Regions from separate parts of the Mus musculus genome. Here region 2 is linked to region 1. The links are chromatin contacts, called in public Hi-C maps. All regions are on one chromosome and are shown on one strand. The core of a region is the stretch at or near the end of the contact, and the rest is flanking DNA. Distances in the headings are between cores, read along the strand shown. Region 1 has its middle 6.2 kb from the start of Gm30173. Region 2 overlaps Gm2447 (predicted gene 2447).

Evidence for each region. A called contact is a pair of places that touch in the nucleus more often than the background predicts.
Region 2: a Hi-C map of cortical neurons shows a contact between it and region 1, with 2.0 times the contacts expected there. The contact joins two enhancer-like sites. A contact is called at or near these places in 2 of 484 Hi-C or Micro-C datasets (both in cortical neurons) and 2 of 115 datasets of contacts at active chromatin or transcription factors (CD8 T cells and neural progenitor cells).

What each region holds. Positions count from the first base shown.
Region 1 is chr3:52,508,581-52,513,016 of GRCm38.p6, reverse strand. No RefSeq gene overlaps it. Among named protein-coding and RNA genes, the nearest start is that of Gm30173, 6.2 kb to the left of the region's middle. Within about 2 kb of position 2,441, at least 65 of the 459 cell types and tissues checked have an H3K27ac peak or open chromatin away from gene starts, as enhancers often do. A contact at or near this core is called in cortical neurons, where this site is marked.
Region 2 is chr3:52,773,974-52,778,409 of GRCm38.p6, reverse strand. Gm2447 (predicted gene 2447) reads right to left here. Exons shown (of 4, transcript NR_038079.1): 4 at 1,756-3,196. Among named protein-coding and RNA genes, the nearest start is that of Gm30292, 22 kb to the left of the region's middle. Within about 2 kb of position 2,304, at least 12 of the 459 cell types and tissues checked have an H3K27ac peak or open chromatin away from gene starts, as enhancers often do. A contact at or near this core is called in cortical neurons, where this site is marked.

The DNA of each region.
Region 1 (4,436 bases), core at 1,192-3,691:
ATGGCTCCCACGTGGCTAACGGTGAATGAGAACCCAGCCAAGCGTCAGGGTCGCAATGATTGCTTCTTCTCCAACTCTCACTTCTGCTCTGGGCCATGGCTCAGGAGGAGCCAGCAGGGAACTTGTGATGCAGATCTTGTCATCCCAGAACTCTGTCATCCAAGGGATGTGTCTGCTCATGGCCACGCATGGGCTTCAACCCTGCACTCCAGTCCCCACTCTCCCACAGAGTGTCTGTCGCTTTGGATAACCTACTTCACCTCCCTGTGCCTCTGTTTCTTCATCAATTAAACAGAAAATCACAAGAGCGTCAATGCCAAACTTGTCATGAAAATTAAACAAGTTAATAGATGTCTGGTACCCAGAATGGAGCTGCCATACAACAAGAAGTAGCTGAGCCGTGTGGACACTATGCCCCTCCTTAGAAGTGGGAACAAAACACCCATGGAAGGAGTTACAGAAACAAAGTATGGAGCTGAGATGAAAGGATGGACCATGTAGAGACTGCCATATCCAGGGATCCACCCCATAATCAGCTTCCAAATGCTGACACCATTGCATACACTAGCAAGATTTTACTGAAAGGACCCAGATGTAGCTGTCTCTTGTGAGACTATGCCGGGGCCTAGCAAACACAGAAGTGGATGCTCACAGTCAGCTAATGGATGGATCACAGGGCTCCCAATGGAGGAGCTAGAGAAAGTACCCAAGGAGCTAAAGGGAACTTCAACCCTATAGGTGGAACAACATTATGAACTAACCAGTACCCCTGAGCTCTTGACTCTAGCTGCATATGTATCAAAAGATGGCCTAGTCGGCCATCACTGGAAAGAGAGGCCCATTGGACACGCAGACTTTGTGTGCCCCGGTACAGGGGAACGCCAGGGCCAAAGGGGGGGAGTGGGTGGGTAGGGGAGTGGGGGTGGGTGGGTAAGGGGGACTTTTGGTATAGCATTGGAAATGTAAATGAGCTAAATACCTAATAAAAAAAATGAAAAAAAAAAAAAAAAAAAAGAAGTAGCTGAGCCTTGGCAGTGTTCCTTATGCAAGCATTAAAAGTTATTTACATTCATTTTAACGCATTATTTTTAAGCCGTGCTGAAAATGCAACAATCTTTCATCTGCCACTCCTGGAAGATGCCTCTCTCCAGCCAGCCAGCTCCAGCAGACTCTACAGGTTTGTCAACGGGAGTTTTTTAATTGCATAAATAATTCATGAACGCATTCCGGTTGAAAGAGTTAAGCAACATAGAGAGGGAGACTGAAGAGTCCCTTCAAGCTCTTCCCACTGCCTCCCACGGCTGACAGTGTGAGTCCTGCCCGGCCCTTCCACACAGGCATAGCGGCAGACACTCTTCCAAAAAGCCCCATCACTTACGTTCCCTTCCAATAGCTGTACAGCTTGCTGATTCTTCAGATAGTTTGTAGATTTTCAGATCCCTATACAGTAAGCCTGCTTCAAAATGGATATACCACAAAGTGGAGTAACAAATCCCCTATTGATGAGTGCCCCTTCGGTTTCCAGTCTGCCCCCTTTGAAGCCTGCAGGACAATCGGTATCTTTGTGTGAACACATTCACACGGGCAAAGGGCGATTTCTTAGAATAGACTACAGGAAGTAGACTTGTTGGGTCAAACGGTGGGTGCATTTTCTGTTTTGCTAAATACTATCAAGTGGCCTTCCCATTTATACTCCTACCAGCTTGAGGATGGGGAAGGCAGGGGTATTTGTTTTTGTTTTAAAGAGGGGATTCTTTTTAGTTAACGGTTGCTTGTTTGTTTGTTGTGGGTTGTGTTTGGAGAGGTGTTTTGCTTCGTTTTTTTTTTTTTTTTTTTCCTTCAGTGTTGCGGATTAACCTTGGGATCTTAAATATGCTAGGCAGGTGCTCTACCTAAAAGAAAGCTATATCCCCAGCTTTGTTAGTTTCAAGGCCTTACTAAAGATAGCACAGTCTGGACCTTAAGGTCGCCTTCCCTGCTCCTCCAGAGTGCCGGGGTTGCAGGTGTGGCCACCACACCCAGTTTAAAAGGTGTGTTCTCAGGCTGTTCGACAGAGAATTACCATGGCTTTTTCCTGGCAACTAGAAATAGCAGCTCATTCTTCCTTATTGGAGAGGGAACATCAGTCTCCTTCCACCCCCGTCCTGTCCCAAAGCAGAGAGGGAGGGGAAGAAAGAGAAGGAAAAACTATAACGGGAAAATGTCCCCAAATGTCTTGATTTAGACTGTTACTCATACTAAGGTATAAAACACAGCCTCCTCCTCTGCAGCCACAACAAATGTTGCTAAACCTGCTTATAAGCTGCTCTTTTCTTATTCAGCGCCTCTGCTTCTTCGCTTAATCTTCATAATTCTGAGCTTCACGCTATTATTATATTCTTGGAGGGATAAAGCAAATTAGCTGCAGAACTACATTACCCAGCCTGCACTGCAGGAAGCAGCAGCCAGTAAGCTGTAAACAGGAGCTGAGAAGCGAAGGCTTCTGGGAAAGACTATAAAGGCAGGCTCACCTGGGCGAAGAGACCATTTGCTTGTCTCTCCCATCCTTCTACCTGAAATTGGGGGTGTTTTTAAACATATTTAAGGTCACCCTTAGAGCATAATGATGATCCCGCTGGGAACTGTGTTAATTCTTCAGTTACCGGAAGTTGGATGCTAACCAAGGAGGGCAAGAGGCAGCACTATCTGCCCACCTGTTTATAAATGCACTGATATTTAAACAGCTTATTGACCAAACACGTCTGGTACGTACAGAGCAGTCCTATTTGAGTAAAGATGTGATGGGCGGGGCTCTCGCTGTCACATGTACTTAAGAAGTGATCTCTACAACGGAAGCCAAGCACCAAATATGCTGTGCAAGATGAAGCCTCAGTCCCCAAGGAGGGAACCTAATTTCCTTTGAAGAATTCCATTGTGTTGGAACCCAATCCGTTGCTGGCTTGTCTTTTCCAATGTTTTGTAAACTGTGACTAGGGAAATAAAAAGACTTCATTTTACAAACACGGAAAAGCCCTATATCATCCTAAACAGCCACAAGTCCCATTGGCTGGTCCACTTGCACCTCTGCACCTCTCTCCAAAGGTGGCCTGGACACATTTTCTATTAATTGACATTAAAACCAAGTTAACTTTGGAAGCAGCCATAGCACTGGGCTCCAACGGACAACCTTTAGCCACTGTTAAGCAACTAAAAGTCCAGATGCAAATTGAAATCCCCTCCCGGATTTCATCTGGATTCAAAAGAGCCGAAATTGGAATTCTGCACCTATTCTAAGACAGGTGGAGGAAACGTTTTCTATGAGGTGGTCCAAAGCGGTTCTGTTGATAGCGGTTCGGAAACGGAAACAAACTTCCTGACAACAGGGAAATCATCCCAAACACTGTGATACAGGGACGGTGAAGGTCCGTCAGTGAGTGGGTGCTGGTCAAACAAGCATGGAGACTTCAATTCAATCCTCAGCACCCATGTAAAAGCCAGAGCACCTATAACCCCAGCGCTGAAGATGCAGAGACAGGAGGATCCTGATGCTGGCTGGTCTAGCCTAGAGGATAAGGTCTCAGTCAATGAGAGACTCTGCTTTAAAGGAAATGTTCAGTGGTCTTAAGGATGACTCCTGAGCACTCATGTGCGCGCGTGTGAACACACACACACACCCTCTAAGGGTAATTCAGAAATCCAATTATAGAACTGTTGTAGCTGCTATAAACTTGTAGACAATTTTTTCTATGACTTTGTAAATATACTTTAAATTTTCTAAAGTAAGCATTATTTTATAGTCAGAAAAATATGAATATTGATGTTATTTATACATATCTATTCATGTGTATGTTTTTATTATATATTAGAAATAAGTGAAAGGTAAGACAATAAGAAAAAGTTCCAGATATGTCTAGAACTTCAAGTACATAACTGATCCTAGATTTTTTTTTCATCTTCATTGCTGGGGGGTGGGGGGTCAAAGCCAGGAGCTCACAGATGTTAGGTGAGCTCCCCAGGACTCTGCTTCATGTTGGGTGACCCTTCAGTTCACTGCTTAAAGATCACCTCAGTTTGGTTAATTTAGTAATGGTTATATTGGTTTCCCTTGAGCTTTCTATGCATTATCTGTCCCCACTATGTGCCCTTTTATGCTGTCAACAGTACAAGAACAAGCATCACAGCTGATTTCCAGTTTCTAGGATGCCGGTGGCCAAAGCTGCAGGCTCCCATGTCTCTTCCTTTCCTTCCCTCTTCAACACACACTTCCCTCCTGCCTACTTGGCATCACTCCCCACCTATGCCCCATACCTCTCCCTTCCATCCCCAGGGACAAGGTATCCTGCCAGCTCTTGCCCCACCAAATGTGGGAAGGGGCCTTTTCCTGTGGACGTCCACACTGTGAGGCTTATTCCCATAACTGACAATTCCTGGAGCCCCTGGCAAATGCCCCTTCAGGT
Region 2 (4,436 bases), core at 1,055-3,554, 270 kb before region 1:
CTTGATATCAGACACATAGAAATAAGACTATATGTATAATAATGAACACCTCGAGGACTACAATCCTCAGTTATGAGTGCCGCTATTAGTTTTCAATATTTTATTATAAAAATTTCCAAACATATAGCAGAGTTAAAAGAAGTTGACAGGTGCTGTGTAATACAAAGGACCTGGAACACTTTCATCCATGGTGTGTGTGGGTCATGGAGAGAGGGGGGGTGCGTGTGCCTGGGGTGGGGTTGCAGAGCCTGGCTGTAAACGTGGTTCCTTGCACGCCACAGACACAGTGATGCACAAGCAGAAGAACTAAGGAAGACTGATTTAAAAAGGAATTTCAAAGACTTTGAATTTGTAGCAGTTCTTGAAAAATTGTAGTCACAAACCCAAGGACTTTGGAAGTGTTTTTATGTTTGTTATTTGTGCTGTTCCAGGTATGTTTGCAGACGTACTCCTTTGAAGTAACAGTCCTGATTTCATAACCATGCTTGATGCTGGAGCTGTTAGTAGAAATCACAGGAATAATACAACTCTAATTTTGAACATCTGCCTTACAAGGAAGATGGCAAATGTCACCATATGATACACATGGTTATTATTTTTCCAAATCCTATAATTAGTGCAAACATGTGGGCTCTGCATTGAGTCATGTTCTCAACATTGATGATCAGAGTGTTGAAAAGTGCAAACACCTAAACATGCGTAACGGTTTCATGTTATAGGAAGGGAAATCTGAGCGGTCAAAGAACAGTCTCTGTCGGGCATATTGAGTAATACAGGCTGGTGGCAAGGGGCTCAGACAGAATTTGGTGAATTCAGTAGTGATTAATTATAGCACCAGTTATCACCTCCTCTGTGTGCTAATTGTGCTGGGCCTATCTGTATATTATCTTAGGCATTTAGATCAACCCCAAAGAAACCGTCAGTCTAATGTTTTGGCTGAAGATACCATATAAGTGGTTGCCTATGGCCATACAGTTTGAACAACCACACGCCATTATCCAAATCTCTCTGGCGCCAAGAAACTCATGCTCTTCCCCTAAATGTGAATTCATTTAGGCTTCACACTGTGTAAGGTAGATGACGGTGATTTTAGTCTCTCACTATTTCCAGAGCCTTGATCTGAACTCAGTAAAGAAATGAACTTCCTAGATGATGAATCTTGTCCTTGTCATTTCCTTCTCTCTCAAACAAATCCTTAAACCCACAGTTCATGATGGCACCCTAACCCACACCAAAAAACAGTAATAATGATAGTAGGTGTTTCAGTCACAGTTCTATTGCTGTGAAGACACACCATAACCAAGGCAACTCTTATGAAAGGAAGCGTTATATTGGGGGCCGGCTTACATTTTTAGAGACTTAGTCTATTATCAACACAGCAACAGGCAGGCAGGCAGGCAGGCAGAAAGAGGCCAGGCACTTCACTGAGAACAGGTATTGAGGGGGAAAGGAGGGAAAAATCTAGAAGAATACTTGAGAGTGTGATGGAGGGTCAGGCAGCATTTTAGAAGGTCTCTGAGAAGGACTGTAGGAACGGAACTTAGGAAAGTAAAATATGTTTATTTTTTATCACTACATCTGGGGAGGAAGATGCAGGCTGTGGGCTTCAGCTCAGTCCAATTCTTACCTGAGACATCATTTGCATAAGACTCTAAAAAACTTTGATCAAAGATCATTTTTTTAAAACCCTTAAATTCTTCCAGGTAACAGATTGCTTTCTCTGAATCATTCCAATTTTTTTTTTTTTTTTTTTGTCGTTGTTGTTGTTCTAAAACGGAGAGGAGGAAAATAGTTAAAATTAGCCACCTTTTTATAATGCATTTGCTGAAACCAATTAGTAATTATTTTTTAACATAGCAGTTGGTGTGAGAGGGGTGATAATGTATTTACAATATAAACTTAGCATCATTAATGAGATTGTTATTTCTATACGAAAGCGAGGCTGTTGGGAGCTGTTCCCTTGATGGCAGAGCAGCGGACTCTATAAAGACTCTTAAGAAATGGTCCTGCAATAGTAACGTGTGTCAGGCTGTGTCTTTGAAGAGAAATGATGAGGGCCACTTTTCAAGACCTTCCAAACTAAAATAATAATACCTTTTATCTTAATAGTTAATGTTTGACCCTCTAAACACCCACACAGTATGGCTCTTGCACAGTAAAATACGGAGATGGATCAAAACTCCCAGTTCCTGGCAATGAACGTACCTTTTTGTACTAATTCTTGTGCAGTCTAATATTAGCCCTTTCCCTTCTAAATTCCCATATTTGGATTCAGAGTGAGACTTTCTTTTTAACTCCTCATTTAGTCGATGCTGGCACTAGCTTAGCTCCCCCTCTGTCAGCTTGATATTCAGCTTCAGTCTGACCTAATTCTACTCAGGCAACGAACACTTTTTGGTCAAAAATAGTTAAGAGCAAGGAGAAAAGAGGAGGAGTGGGTAAAGTGCCACACCTTTCTTGCACTAGCTTGTGTGTCAAGGTATCTGCAGCATAAAACAAGGCATAGGTGTCTTTTGGCATCTGCAGGAGGAGAGGGCCAGCAGCCCTCCAATACCAAGCTCTGAAGATATACACGGTCCTTTAATAGAAAGTAGCAACGGGTTTGTGTTTAATCTGTGCATCTGCATATCTTCCTGGATACTTAGTTACATCCTCATACCTTATATAACATAAATGCTTTATAAAGATCACATTGCTTAGGGTTGAAGGATGGGGGACAGCCTATACAGATGCAATACGAATGCAATATATCCAGGACTCTTTCCCACTTGGAGTTAGTGGGATACACAGAAACAGAACACACAGAAACAAATAACTGATTATGTTTTTACAATTTTTCCATGTTCAGTGAGCACCCAGTTGCCCTAGTTCTCAGACCTAGGAAGTTCAATTCACCTCAGCATCCCGACACACAGAGGGATCTCTTGAGTGAGATTAGAAGGCAGAAGTACCAGAGTGGGTGGTGCCTGCCCTTGGTGTGGGGTTCCCAGTGCCCTTCCAAGAACCGAGATGACTGTCCTTGCTTATGAGTAGGGTGTCTCCAGATGCCCTGTTTCCATCTGTGTGACACGGATGCCCTGTTTCCATCTGTGTGACATGCCACAGGGAATCTCTTATATTCAGTAAACAAGGGACTGACCTTGGGCTCTGCCTTCGCGGTGCGTTCTGCTTGCTGATGAAGCACACAGCAGGCAGCCTAGGAGTCAAAACATCCATAATTCAGCTCAGATTGCGGGAGACAGGATTTATCATTATTTTTCCATCTTATAATTTTTATTTTGCTTTAGAACTCCATTCCCAAGAACAGCCCCAGACGTACTGCTTTGCTTTGCATATGGCTGTGAGTTGCCTGTTTGAAGTCCTCATGACCCGTTTTCTTTACAAAAAGATCCCCGAGCACAGAGCTGGTGAATCTTTTGCTTCCCAGACTCCCTCATAGCTGATTATGAACATGTGAATGGATTCTGGCAAGCATGATGTAAGCTAAAATAGGTTGTGGAACTTCCAGAATAGTCCCTCACCCCAGCTCACTGCCTAAAACACTGCCATCCACATTGTTTACCTAATTATAGCTTTTTTTGCACCTCTACTCTGTATTCTTTAGTGAAATATATCAAGAACAACTTAAAGTGAAGGACTATTTTTTTAAGGCAGCAATGATGTGTGTGTGCGCGCGCGCGTGTGTGTTTGCGCGTGCGCATATGTGAGTACTCACATAGGTACACATGTACACCTTTCTGGCTCATCATCTGTAAGGTTATAGGAGTAATGAAAGAAACAATATTCAACATGAAATGAGTGTGAATAAAACAAAGTTGGCAGGAATGAGACATAAAATGCACAGCAATACATAGCCACAAGGCACACACACACAATTCATATCTGTTAATACAGGGCTTGACTGAATTTCAAGACAGGTGTTTGTAACTGGACTCCGGTTTCCAATCTCCTCACAGGAATTTTTTTTTTTTCGGTTTTTTGGTTTTTGTTTTTTTCGAGACAGGGTTTCTCTGTGTGGCCCTGGCTGTTCTGGAAGTCACTCTGTAGACCAGGCTGGCCTCAAACCCTGCCTCTGCCTCCCAAGTGCTGGGATTAAAGGCATGTGCCACCATTGCCCGGCTCTCACAGGAGTCTTAACGCACATTCGTCCTTGACACTGTGCAGAGAGGATGAGACAAGGCAAGGTTGGTTTCCCCCTCTAGAGACACAGAGAACCAAGGATGCTCTGCTCCCAGCTGTCTCTGAGAGAGAGTCCCTTGGGAACTGACAAAAATCCAAGCCAGACACAGTTGTTCCCTCTCTCCAACATCTGACACCACCGTCTCCAGCTCAACTGGAAGGCTACTGAGATGACTCTTTAGGATAGAAAAGAAATCATTAAAAGATTTTCTAACAAATTATTTCTAATCATCAAACTTCTTTAAAACACAGGTGTG